2 separate regions of the Sorghum bicolor genome follow, and region 1 is linked to region 2. The links are chromatin contacts, called in public HiCAR-type maps. All regions are on one chromosome and are shown on one strand. The core of a region is the stretch at or near the end of the contact, and the rest is flanking DNA. Distances in the headings are between cores, read along the strand shown. Region 1 holds the start of LOC8060110. Region 2 holds the start of LOC8058924 (extensin).

What was found. HiCAR-type assays count read pairs that join an accessible place to other places.
Region 1: a contact with region 2 is called in a HiCAR-type map of leaf, with 6 times the contacts expected there. The contact joins the promoter of LOC8060110 here to the promoter of LOC8058924 in region 2. A contact is called at or near these places in 1 of 4 Hi-C or Micro-C datasets (leaf) and 1 of 1 datasets of contacts at active chromatin or transcription factors (leaf).

What each region holds. Positions count from the first base shown.
Region 1 is chr3:67,758,676-67,765,312 of Sorghum_bicolor_NCBIv3, forward strand. LOC8060110 reads left to right here and starts at 3,489. Exons shown (of 1, transcript XM_002456606.2): 1 at 3,489-5,499. The coding sequence starts at 3,644. The coding sequence ends at 5,131.
Region 2 is chr3:67,715,468-67,722,180 of Sorghum_bicolor_NCBIv3, forward strand. It overlaps LOC8058924 (extensin), which reads left to right and starts at 3,501. Exons shown (of 1, transcript XM_002456605.2): 1 at 3,501-5,012. The coding sequence starts at 3,516. The coding sequence ends at 4,622.

The sequences.
Region 1 (6,637 bases), core at 2,239-4,738, 43 kb after region 2:
CCCCTCACAACAGACTTGATGTGAAAAGGACTTTCGTATTTAAGTATTGCTATCTCCATTTCCACAAACAAGGTGAGACTAAAAAGTTCTCACTTTTCCTTTTTGCACACATGGACGGGCCATTGATTTTTTTTTCATGGGAATTTCATATTTGGACCCAAGCCAGATGTATTGCAACATGTAATTGGTTGTATGGTTGGTAATTATGATAAGAAGGTTTGAAGCCGGTGTTTATAGAGCAAGGAGCCTTCCCAAATCTATGTATTGGCCTTTTGATCTATATTTTCTATGAATCTGGAATATAGAGCTGTAACATTTGGCTTGAATTCGGTAGAGTAAAACCGTTTTTGTTCAAAACTGGAGCTTATTATGGAGCTATAATTCCGCTCTTTGTGACGCTGGTGGGGAGAAAATGTACGGTCCCGTGGGCAGCGTGTGCTCATCAGCTGGGGCCTGGATGGTTCCTGGACACCGCACCACGATGACCGGTGATCCGCAGACAGGTGCAGAGGGCAGGCAGGGCCAGGGGGAACGAGAGATTGCAAAATTATGGGTTGCCAACCGGACTGGCAGGCCCCAGACAACCGAAAGGCTGCCCCAGGCCGGCGGGAACCCAACTTGCGCCACCGTCCCACGACCGCCATTGCCGCCACCCGCCAGCGCCAGCGCCAGCGCCAGCTGAGCTGCACCTGCGCATGCACGGCTGCACTGCATGCATCAGCCGCGTTGGTGGTGGTTGACATTCGGTAGGTCAGGGCCGGCTCCTAGCTGCCGCAGAGCCAGCGAGGCCGCGCGCGCCGCCCGGCCGGGTGCAGGCCACCTTGTCTGCCTTTTGTTTAATCCCCGGCGCCCAGCCCCCTCGCCCGCCCGCGCTCGCGCGTGCGGGGCACCGGGCCGCACCGCACCCGCTTGCCGCCCGAGTGACATCGGGATCCGCGGCCGCGAATTTCTTATACCCGAAACCGGCCATTCCGATGCGTCCGGAGGGTGCTGAACACGAGTCCGGAATGGCAATAAGGCCCTGTTTAGTTTCTCACCCAAAATTTTTTCATCCATCCCATCGAATCTTTGGACACATGCATGAAACATTAAATATAGATAAAAAAATAAACTAATTACACAGTTTAGTTGAGAATCGCGAGACGAATCTTTTAAGCCTAGTTACTCCATGATTAGCCTTAAGTGCTACAGTAACCCACATATGCTAATGACAGATTAATTATGCTTAATAAATTTGTCTTGCAGTTTCCTGACGAGCTATGTAATTTATTTTTTTTATTAGTTTCTAAAAACCCCTCCCGACATCCTTCCGACACATCCGATGTGACACCCAAAAAATTTTCGTTCCCAATCTAAACAGGCCCTAAGAAAGTGGGGGGCCTTCCGCCGATGCAGCAGCAGCAGCCAGCAGGCAGGGCGGCGCTCAGGTTCAGTGGCTGGCCGATCGAATGATCGGCCTCCAGCTCACCAGCCGCAGCAGCGAGGGAGGAACGACGACTAGTTTACACATTCCTGTCCGATACATGTATCCTGTACGTATGTACACAGGGTTGTGTCTTGTGTGCGTGGCATAAACTCGATCTGCTCGGTAGTAGGAGAGGAAGAGGAATGCATGAATGTAGCGACATGAAGTGAGTATGTAACGGCGACCAGCAGCAGCAGCAGCAGGCGCATCGGTTTCAGCTTCTGTACCGGCCCCGACCGAAGAAGATTCTTCGCCGGACGGACGGACGGCAATGGCTAGCTGGACAGGACGGAAGGCGGCAGGTTCATGTATCCGCCGAGAGTTGAAGGACGAGCGGCGGCCCCCGCGGAGGCCGAGCCAACCGGGGCGTGCGCCCCAGCCTATTTCGCTAGCACGTCCTCGCCGGCCGTGCGTCGCGAACGCTAGCTTGCCATCGCATGATTGCAACCAGCGGAAACCGATGCATTACAGTACGTCCTGCAGACTACGACACGCGGCCATTGCTGCCGATGGTCGTGGTCCACGTCCTGACGCTCCCGCTGCATCGTTCTGGGGCACGAGGCAGCCAACAACGGCTGGCTGGGCTGGGGATGGAGAACACAGCGAGCTAGCCCAGGCCCAGGCAGTCTGCTGCGCGGCACACGCCTGCCTCGATGCCCCCCGTACCGCAAATAATAAATACTACATCGATCTTTAGTTTTGTACGGATTACGTACAGTGACAGGCTGAAACTGCGTAGGAGGCGGTATCTACAGCTAATTTATTAGGTGATCCGTCAGCAAAACAGCATCAGTGAGCCTTTCTTTCCCTTTTTTTTTTTCATTCAGTGTACAATTCGCTTCTTATACATTATCATGCACGAAGCACGATAAAATACTGTTGAGATTGAAAAATAAAATGCGCACAGGACCAATCTCGATGGGAAAATGTAAATAAAGAACTGAAAGTATCATCATTTCGCAAGCGACGATTCATATGTCACTAGACTGACTAGGCAACAAGGCAAGAGCAACGTATTCTATTTCAGCAGGGACGTAGACCACGTAACTGACGAAGAGATGATGATGGAGGCGTAAACGCTACTGACTAGTAATCAATATTGGAGTATTTGTTCTTGATGAGGCGGATATGGATTGGACGACAGGACATGAATAATTATGAAAGAAGATGCTGTCCTAGCTTATTAATCGCATATATATGGACGAGTAGCTAGATAGACGAACGTTACAGTAGTGCGTGGCTAACGCATTCAAAAATCCAGTAGACTGAAGACATTAATCGAGGCTATATTAGCATGACAACAAAAAACTTGTGATGTTATACATTTGTTGATTTTAATACGGAAAGCCGTTGCGTGTTCATTGAATTCGTCCAGCAACATGTTCAGTGTACTCTGTAATATCTCGTCAACAAGTGCTCTAACAGTCATCAAGCCGATGAGTTACCGGTTTGATTAGCTAGCTTGCTTTTAAAACAAAAAATATAATAAGAATATTTGTGGCGCACTTCCTGGACACTTGTTCCTCTTCGTTCGAAAGGAGGGGACACCTGTTGGCAGCCGCAGAACATGAACAATCCAAATTGACGTTTCGAAAAAAGAAATTATATATATGCTGTTCCTTTTGCGGAAAAGCTATGCTGAAATGAGTCGTGAAAAAACTTTTACTGATAATAATGGTTTTAGTTATATAACAGTATTTTTTTTCTTATAATAAATTAACATCAACATCAGTATCAGTTAAAAAATATAACCAGCCGAGCATGGTGAAGTTCCATATCATCAATACTTTTAAACGGTATCTTCTGTGTTTTCTCGAGTGACTGTGTCTCACACACTGTTCATAGGCAATAGAACAAATCTCTAGCTTCACCTTTATCTGATATATCTGCTTCTGACAGCCACAAAAACCTGGCCAGAGAATATCCAAAACAGTACTGGCAAAAGAAGGCTGCCCAGGTGCATGCATCCAGCTCCTCCTCGTGTCCTATATAAACTGCCCAAGGTTGTTCGGTGTTCACAGCAAAGGCGGCACTGCCCAAACCACCTCTTTGGCCGTATCGCACAGCGCTCACCCATACACGCACGCACACGGTCTCCACTGCCACTCCACTCCCACCGCCGCTGCTACATCAGCAGCAAGCGGCCGGTGGTGTAGCGCCGGGCAATCCAACACACCTATGGCCCAGATGATCTCCACCATGCCTATGCTGGACGCCGCCCCGGCCGCGTCCGCCATTATGGCGCCCAAACTGCAGGCCGCCGCCGCCGCCTGCCTGGACGCGCCGCCCTCGGGCATCACCGTCGTGTCGAGGCAGCACGTTCGCCCGGACGCCGCGTCCGCGATCGGCGACCTCACGCTGTCCGTCTCCGACCTGCCCATGCTGTCGTGCCACTACATCCAGAAGGGGCTCTTCTTCCCGGCGCCCGACCTGCCCATGCCCTCGCTCGTGTCGCTGCTCCTGTCGTCGCTGTCCCGAGCGCTCGCCGTCGTCCCGGCCCTCGCCGGCCGCCTCGTCACGCTGCCCGACGACCGCATCGTCATCCGCTGCAACGACGCGGGCGTGGACTTCCTCCACGCCGTCGCGCCCGGCCTGTCGCTTGACGACTTTCTCGTCCCTGACGCCGACGTGCCCACCAAGTTGACAAAGGACTTGTTCCCCATGGACCGGACCGTGAGCTACGAAGGCCACCGTCGCCCGCTCACGTCGTTCCAGGTCACCGTGCTCGGTGACGGCGCCGTCTTTATCGGCATCGTCGCCAACCACGCCGTCGTGGACGGCACCTCCTTTTGGCAATTCTTCAACACCTGGGCGGCCATCTGCCGCGGCGAGTCACCCAAGATGCCGGACTTCCGCCGAAACTTCTTTGGCGAGTCCACCGCCGTCCTCCGCTTCCCCGGCGGCGTCGGCCCGTCGGTGACCTTCGACGTGGACGCGCCTCTCCGTGAGCGCGTCTTTCACTTCAGCGCCGACGCGATTCGCGAGCTGAAAACAATCGCCAACCGTCGTCCGAGCGGTGGCCAAGACGCCGAGGTTTACGGCAAGATGGCGCATGACCCCAAGAATCCCCAAGTGCTGCGCGGGGAGATCTCGTCGTTCCAGTCGCTGTGCGCGCAGATATGGCTCGCGGTGACGCGTGCCCGGAAACGCCTGGCGCCCGACGCGACGACGACGTTCCGAATGGCGGTGAACTGCCGGCACCGGCTGCAGCCGGCCATCTCCCCTGTCTACTTTGGCAACGCCATCCAGAGCGCTGTAACGCTGGCGACGGTGTCGGAGCTGGCTCGCAGCGATCTTAGGTGGGCGGCGGGCAAGCTGAATGAGAGCCTCGCGGCGTACGGCGACGGCACTATCCGGCGCGCGGCGGCGGCGTGGCAGGCCGCGCCCCGGTGCTTCCCGCTGGGCAACCCCGACGGCGCGGTGATCACGATGGGGAGCTCGAACCGGTTCCCGATGTACGAGGGCAACGACTTCGGGTGGGGACGGCCCCTCGCCGTACGGAGCGGGCGCGCCAACAAGTTCGACGGCAAGATGTCGGCGTTCCCGGGACGCGCCGGGGACGGCAGCGTGGACATCGAGGTGTGCCTGCCACCGGAGACCATGGCGGCGCTGCTCCGCGACGCCGAGTTCATGCAGTACGTGTCGTGCCCGTCGCATCTGTTGTGATGTACTGTACCGGTGCCGTGCGTGCGGGCGCGAGTGGGGGCCATCGGCCGTCGTGACATGCCGTCGGGCGGCGTCAGCGCTGCTGTTTGGATTGCTCGGTCGTCCTTGCCTTTCGCGAGTACTACTAGCTTAGCTGGTACCAAGACATTGTATCTGTCTCGCTTTTTCGGAGTGCTGCGTGTAATCGTGTTAGTTAGCAACTACTTGTAGTACTTGGAATTTGGAAATGACTCTTATGCTGCAGCCTGCAAGCGATGCAACAGCGGGGACAATATGAACCGTGTAGCAAGAGTTAGAAACAAGTTTCTCAAAATGTTGGCACTACTGAACAGTTCATCAGATCGCGAAAGCTACCTTGTTAAAAGCTACATACTCCCTCCATCTCCATCCCAAAAAAAAAATTAAGGAAGTTTAACTCAATACAAACCCAGAGTTACTTTTTTTTAATGATACAGAATCACATCTTTTTGAGGCGGAGGTAGGACATCAGAACTGAAAACGGTACCGATATTTTCCGACCGTATTCGGGACCGAATTCGTTTAGAGAGGTTTAGATCTGTCCGTATCCGAGTCCGAATGTTTAACATCCGATACCGTATCCGTATCCGAATACTTAAATCGTATATTTATGATGTCGACATCGAATCATATCTTATCCGACATGATTGACATTATCCGTATTCGAATCCGAATCCGACCAGAAATATGAAAACAAATATGATATCGGTGATATCCGTTCGTATCCGATCCGTTTTCATCCCTAATCAGAACCTAGGGCCGAAGCTCACATGATCTAGTAATATATCATTTTCCAACCTATACTTGCATGCCAGTTGAATTTTCAACCCAAAAATACAGAATCGGCTTTATATTTCCTAAAGCAGTCGAAATTTATGTTAATATGTAGAAGTTCATTACTATTCATTTTAAATTAGAAAATGTGAAAATAGTTTTTTTTAAAAAAATGTTATATATTTGTTGGTGCTCTATTTGGATCCCATTTGTTCATAGTACTAGTGTTTTGTCGCTTGCAGCCACACCCGTTATTTATGTAAATTGTTGTTTTATACGCTGTATGATCACATAACTAGTTGACTGCATGATATTTGAGTTACTGCCATGTTTGAAACCTATAATGTAATCAAACAATCAACATAAAGTAAAACTCTAGCTATGTATAATCACTAAATAGGATCTATACATGTGGTAGAATGGCTTTGTGAGGTTTGTTTCATACTGTATTCCACATCTATATACTCATAAAATGCCAGATCCTCTTGTATATATTCAGGTCTGATTCAATGCAAACGACAATTTAAATAAATAATGAGTATGACTATGAGCAATAAAATAATAGAAACGAAAATAAAATATGATCTAAATAACCTAAATATATAATAATAAATAGATAGATATAGTCTTGTATTTTTTATCATAAAAATCAAGGACTTAAATTCAGTCTAACAGATTTTATTATAAAAATCTAACTTGTTTGTTTGGCTGATA
Region 2 (6,713 bases), core at 2,251-4,750:
AGATCTTTTCTTAGATGGATGCATAAAATTATGTCTCATAATGCGCAAAATTATGAATTTTATTTTTTTTCAAAAATATATTCACAACAGATCTTAAATCATGCACAAAAATGTTAGGAGTTCAATAGTGAAAACCGTTTTTGAATCAGATGTTTCGTTGAGAAATTATCGTGAAAAAATAGAAGAGATTAGAGTGGACACACGTATGCAGGTATGTGTCAGTATGTGTCAGGCTATGTCAGCTATTGTTAGATGTAACGTTCAGATTACAGAGAGATTTTTACGCAGTAACAAATTAATTTTTATTCATGCAACTACTATATTTTATGCAATGTCGCAATAAAAATCTTTCTGTGCAGTCTGACGTAAGATTTTATGCATCCGATCGTTTAGGTCTCCACAGATCTCCCACCTGCGCGCGTGTCAGCTTTGTGAGGGCAAGGTGGGATGGCACAGGTCCCCCACTTGCGCGTGTGTCAGCTCTGTGAGGGTTGGGTGGAGTGGTTGGTTGGGGCTTCCAATACCTATGTGTAGCCCTGGGCTCCCAATATACCAACTATATATATATATATATATATATATATATATATAGGGATATTCCTTTGTACACGTACGTGTAGTTACTCTCATCTTCAATAACTACATTATGTATGTATTCATACTTGTTTATCAGTTTGAGTATGTTTATATACTCATATTAAGATACTCTAGATGTTACCACGCGAAAATTTTTCAAAAAAAAATATATTTTAACTATATTACTAAAATGCCACTACTATATTATATACAATAAGTATAACCATATACTCTATGTATGTATGCATACTTAACATACATATCACTCTAGATGGTCTAGTATGATCATATACTTTGTCTATATACATTTCGTCCGGTCATATACACCTTAAATCTAGAGATACATAGATGAGAGTAACTACACGCACGTGTAAAAGAAACGCGTCCTATATATATATATATATATATATATATATATATATATATATATATATATATATATAAAGAGGCGAGTACGCGTCGGCATCTATTTAGCAAACCTAACTGATGGACCATCTTAACAGTGCACATAAATGATTTGCATTGGTGCCTTGCAGTTGCAGGAAGGAAATTGTTTCTCGTCGAGCCTCTCGCCCTCTTATGGTATTATCGTGATGCTTTGTGTCACTGTATGCAACCAATAAAAGATTCTTTAGACACTACTGTCGTTCGCGCAAGTGGTAATATTCAAGTATAAGATACATTGGATTATTTTGCTAATGGCGTGTTTTGAATCCAGCCGGTTCAAATGTTCCTTTTCTAGGAGCTCTGTTCGGCTGGGAGCCGCCTCCTGGAGCTATTCGTAACTGGATTGCTTTATATAAATGTTTCATCAGCTAAAATGATTCCTGGAGCAATCCAGGCTAATCGAACAAAAGAAGCCACCAAGCGAAAACTCTGCTTTAACAAGTTAGTAGGTGGATCCGCTTGTGTCATTGAACAACTACACAGACGTGCGGTTTTTCTATTGGCCCCACACTCTAAACACACAAACATGTATTAGCGAGACACTCTTATAAGAGTTTGATCTCATGAGCTAACCGTAACTTAATTTGTTAGGTTTTTATGATGGAAGCTACTGTATTCATTCAAATCTAAGGTTCTGATTTAATAGAAGTGGTTGTACGTATTTATTTATTTGAGGCTAATATTCTTTTAGTGGTACTATGTTATGTGCTCATTCAACAGGGAAAAATCTACAAGATTTTAGAGATTTATTGGCCACTCATAGAGATAAGCTCTGTATGCTGATGAGTTTATAAGAGCGAGTGTGAATACATACGTACAGTAAGTAGCATTTGCGTATGTTTGTTAGGCCTTGTTTAGATGCAAAAAATTTTAGAATTTTGACAATGTAGCACTTTTGTCTGTATTTTTAAAATAGTGTCCAATAATAGATTAATTAGGCTTAAAAGATTTATCTCACAATTTACAGACAAACTGTACGATTAATTATTTTTTATCTATATTTAATACTTCATATATGTGCCGTAAGATTCGATATGACATAAAATCTTATAAACTTTTGAAATTTCAAAGAAATCTAAACAAGCCCTTAATCGAAAAAGAGAGTACGTTTGAGCTCAGCACATTGTTTCGGAGCCTTGGAAGAATCGGCATCGAACAAACTACCACCCACAACGGGTCCATGCGCCTCTATATTCTGGCACCGACCTCGCAACGCCCGCCCGGAATGTCTATCCACTCCGCGACGACGATAAAATCGACGTTCCTTTCAGTCACCTGTCACGGCAATTCTTAACGCTGCAGCTGCAGAGTATAGATACTCATCAGGTAAAACCCAACGCAACCCCAATGATGGAATATTGATGAGAACAATCGCTAAGGTCTGCACCAACCAAAGTTGGGCGAGACAAACGTTTGAAATGGCAGCAAGAGACTATCCTGCAACAGTAGGGTTTTGGGTAGTTATGGTAAAGCAAAGCGGCGGCGGGTGACGAATGGCGAGTTGGCGACGTGATTCTTGGCCTTGCCTTGCTGCTTGCGACCGCCGAGTTGGGGTCCGGGACTGCGCCACCGTACCAACGTGCGGAGCTCGACCCCTCGCTGTCACGGCCCACGCATCGCGGGAGACCCCGGCCGAAACTGATGTGACCAAGTACCACCCACCCTTCCCTTAAAAAAAAAAGAAGTACCACCCACCCCGAGTCCCGGGTCCCGACCCTCGCATTCGCGCGCTCGCTGACGCGGTGCGGGCCTCTACCCTCAGCTAAACTCGTCCGCCCCCCGCGTGTGTCGGGTAGAGATTGGGGCGCCAGCAGCTGACATGCGACCTACGATTTGACGAGGACCTGTTTTGTCCGGTTATTATAAGCGGTTCTGGCTCAAAATCACGACAAGCTCCACCAGCGCACATCATGCGAGAAAAAACCACATAAAACCGATACACTCTTCGATCGCGTTTTCATTCATCTTGTTTCCAACTTCATTCCTTGCTCTTGTCTGTTGTAAAAAAAAAAACCTTCATCCCTTGCTCCTTCCTCTGATGAGCACACTCACGCAGTCACGCATCACATAATCTATTTTTTATGTTTTATTTGTACGAAGTGTTCTGACTTTTCAATTTTGCTCGACTGTTAGTTTAGCTTGCAAGATGCCGGCCTCTGGTCACGGCTCCAGTCTGCACAGCACCAACTTGCTCTCGGCTGCGTCAACAATTTCATTCATTTTTTTTGTGCCCGTAGCAACACAATTTCATTTTTTTAGTACATTACATTGCCCGTAGCAAAATATTTTTGAGAACTAAACAGGCCTAAATAATCACAAATGGAGAAGAAACAGAGGGCCTCAATACGATGCTTGCCACTAGTAGAAAAGTAATGGGCCTTTGAAATGGGCCCTTCCGTGCACCGGCTTTGCCGGGATCAATGGAATCTTAAGAAAAAATGGGCCCTGCTCTCAAATCTTCATGGTTGCGGGCTTGTAGCAGATATTTAGGGATGCTGGGACGCGGCACGATCCGTCAATCGTCGCCCACACTCGCCCTCACCCACCCGGCCACCCGACCTGCCTGCAAAAGTGCCAACTGCCACCCACTGCCGCGCCGCCGCGCCATGGCTTCCCCGTCCCCCTCCTCGCCCCTCCACCCGCACCAGCACCAGCACCAGCACCCGCCGCCTCCGAATCCTCACCACCAATTCCAATCCCCACCACCTTCGATGCCACCGCCGCCGTCAGCGGCGCTGCCTAAGGCGTTCGACCTGGAGGTTACTGTCGTCTCCGGGAAGCACCTGAAGAATGTCAACTGGCGCCGCGGCGACCTCCGTGCCTACGCCGTGGTCTACCTCGACCCCTCCCGCCGCGCCGCCACCCGCCCCGACGATGGCGGCGGGTGCAAACCAACCTGGAACGAGCGCCTCGTCCTCCCGCTTCCGCCCCACCTCTCCCCGCACGACCCCTCCATCCTCCTGTCCCTCGACGTTTTCCACTCTAAGCCCTCCGATTCGCCCAAGCCGCTCGTCGGATCCGCCCGCTCTCCTCTCCGCGACCTCCTCTACCCCGCAAACCCTAACCCTAGCCACGATCCCGCAGCCTCCGCTCTCGTCAGCCTGCCTCTCCTCCGCCCTTCCGGCCGTCCACAGGGAAAGATCCGCGTCCGCGTCGCCATCCGCGAGCGCTCGCCGCCTCCTCCTGAGCCGCAATACCCTCCGCCTTCCAGCTCCCCATACTACTTTCCACCGCCTCCTCCCGCCTACTCGGCCCCGCCGCAGTACGGATCCGACCAGTACTATCGCCCCAGTGGGTACTACTCTGCACCTGCACCTCCACCACCTCAGTATGAGTACACTGGAGGGCCCTCTGCACCGGTGGACTACAACAGGCAATATGAGCAGAGAGGGAGGACTGGGGGCGGTGGTAGTGGCAGTGGGAATGGAAGGTATGGAGTAGGCACTGGGCTTGCGGTCGGTGCTGTGGCTGGAGCTCTCGGGGGTCTAGCAATTGATGAAGCTGTGAAGTATAAGGAGGAGAAGGCTGCAGAGCGGGTGGAAGAGAAGGTTGTACCTGCTGGGAGGGATGATTACAGCGAGTATCGTGGTGACTATTGAATGGAAGTTTGTGTGAGTGTGGCATTAAGAAAGCACTGTGAGTTGATTCTTCTTCCATGCATATGTGGGAATAAAGTCACAGTGTTATAGTCTATGGTTTGCTCCATGTATGTATATATATTTGTGATGTTTTGGATTATTCTGATACCTATAACCTACAAGGTTTTATGATGACAGATTTTGTGTGTAACATAAAGGTCTCACGGTTTGCTTTGATGGTGTACTTGTGTATTGTTGTCTTGATGTTGGGTGTTATCTTTTCCAGCAATTGTATTGTACTGCTCTGTTTTCCTTTTATTTGGTGTGTTGAAATTGTTGTATACTCATCAAAGGCAGCATTGCTTTGTAGTAAATTCAAAGTTGGATATAAACATTTGTTTGTACAGCAAACTACATATGACTATGACTCCTGTGAGCTTATTTCTTATTTGATTGATGTGCTTCTGCAACCAGGAAATGAGCTGGTACATGTCAACTGAAAGTTTGGAAAAACTCGGTCATACATTGTAGGGGGTATGATCCAAATTTGGGCAGAGACTAGGCATAAGCTACAAGGATTTATTTATTTATTACCAAAAAAACATGTTTTTCATATACCTTCGAAACACATATCCGTGCACTATTCAGGAATTTCCTTATGTTCTTTTCAATTATTTTTTTAATTACCCATTCCAAGTGCTAATAAATCGTGGTTTCACTGAGCCTCAATGCCAAATAACTATGCAGTATGCATTTATTAAGCTTCGGTGGCACTGTTTGGAGCTAAAACAAATCAATAGGTCTTTGTTCTTTAGTTGCTGGATGGCCTTTGTAGTTTGCATATTGCAAGCTTCGCAGCTTAGTGCTGCAAATTATTTCAAAGGATCTTCATACACTTTTGCTCAAAATAGTTGCTGGCGTGTATAAGGGTTTGTTTGGTAGGGCTCCTCCGGAGGAGCACTGCAAACAACCCCTAACATAAAAAAAAAATCTGTCAATGATCATTTTTATGTGTGCTGTTTTTGTTTGAGTTTTTAGACAATCATTTGGACATAAGGAACTAAGTACTGGCAATGCTAACACTCAACTTAGTATGCATCAATGCTTCTAGACGGTGGTGTTCTAACGTTTCTGGGCCACTTGCAGCCTTAGACCCTGCATATGTTTTCCATTTATTTTTTTTCTTTGAGTGATAGTGTGATACAAAATGGGAAACTTTAACACTACTTACTGGTCTTGGTATTTCAGCTTATGATTCCCGAACTTCTCAGTTAATATGTGTAAATTAATAAAACAGGAAGCTAATTTGTGTTCGGTTCGTGATGGACACCTTTGTTTATGGTGTAATTGTGGTTGTTATGGTGTTAGTTTTTTTGGTCTGTATTTCTCTTTTTTTAATATGCAGATCGGCAGTTAACCAGTCAGCTTCTCTTTAAAAAAGGTGTAATTAAGCACATTCAACTGTAAGATAAAAAGGTAGATATTTTTAGTTAAATTTCCTGCATGCTTTCAATTTACAATTGCTATGGCCCTATTTGGCACAGCTCTAGCTCTGAGCTCTCTCAGATCTGGAGTCTATTTCGCTAGGCCAAACAACTCTGTACCAACTGTTCCCAAAAAAAAAAAAACTCTGTACCAACAACTCCATATTCTCAGATTTCTGGAGCTAGGAGTACCCAGCTCAAGAATTCTGCGAGCCACAAATTTCTTGGATCTGGAGCTCTGCGAAACAGATCTATATATCTGGGAAAAACCACAAGTTATTTCTGTGATCCGAATGACTACAATGGCTGAGGGTATTAGAAAGATACATGTCACCATTGGGAAACAGCACGATGTTTTGTTCTTGCAGTCTTCTTCCAGTCCACTCATACAATAGTTTGCTCTTCACTATTAATACATTGCCCATTTATCTCTCTCACGAAGTTTTTTTGGTTCTTGTGCCTAAGCTGGCTAAGGTTACAGTCTGCTTATCCTCTCTCTCATTCCTTCTCTTCTCCATCTCAGCATTTAGCCAGCTTACGACCCACTATAATACTTGCTCTAACTGGAAACTAATGCATGGATGAGTTACTACTACAATCCGTAAAATTTGTAGTTAGCATTTAATAA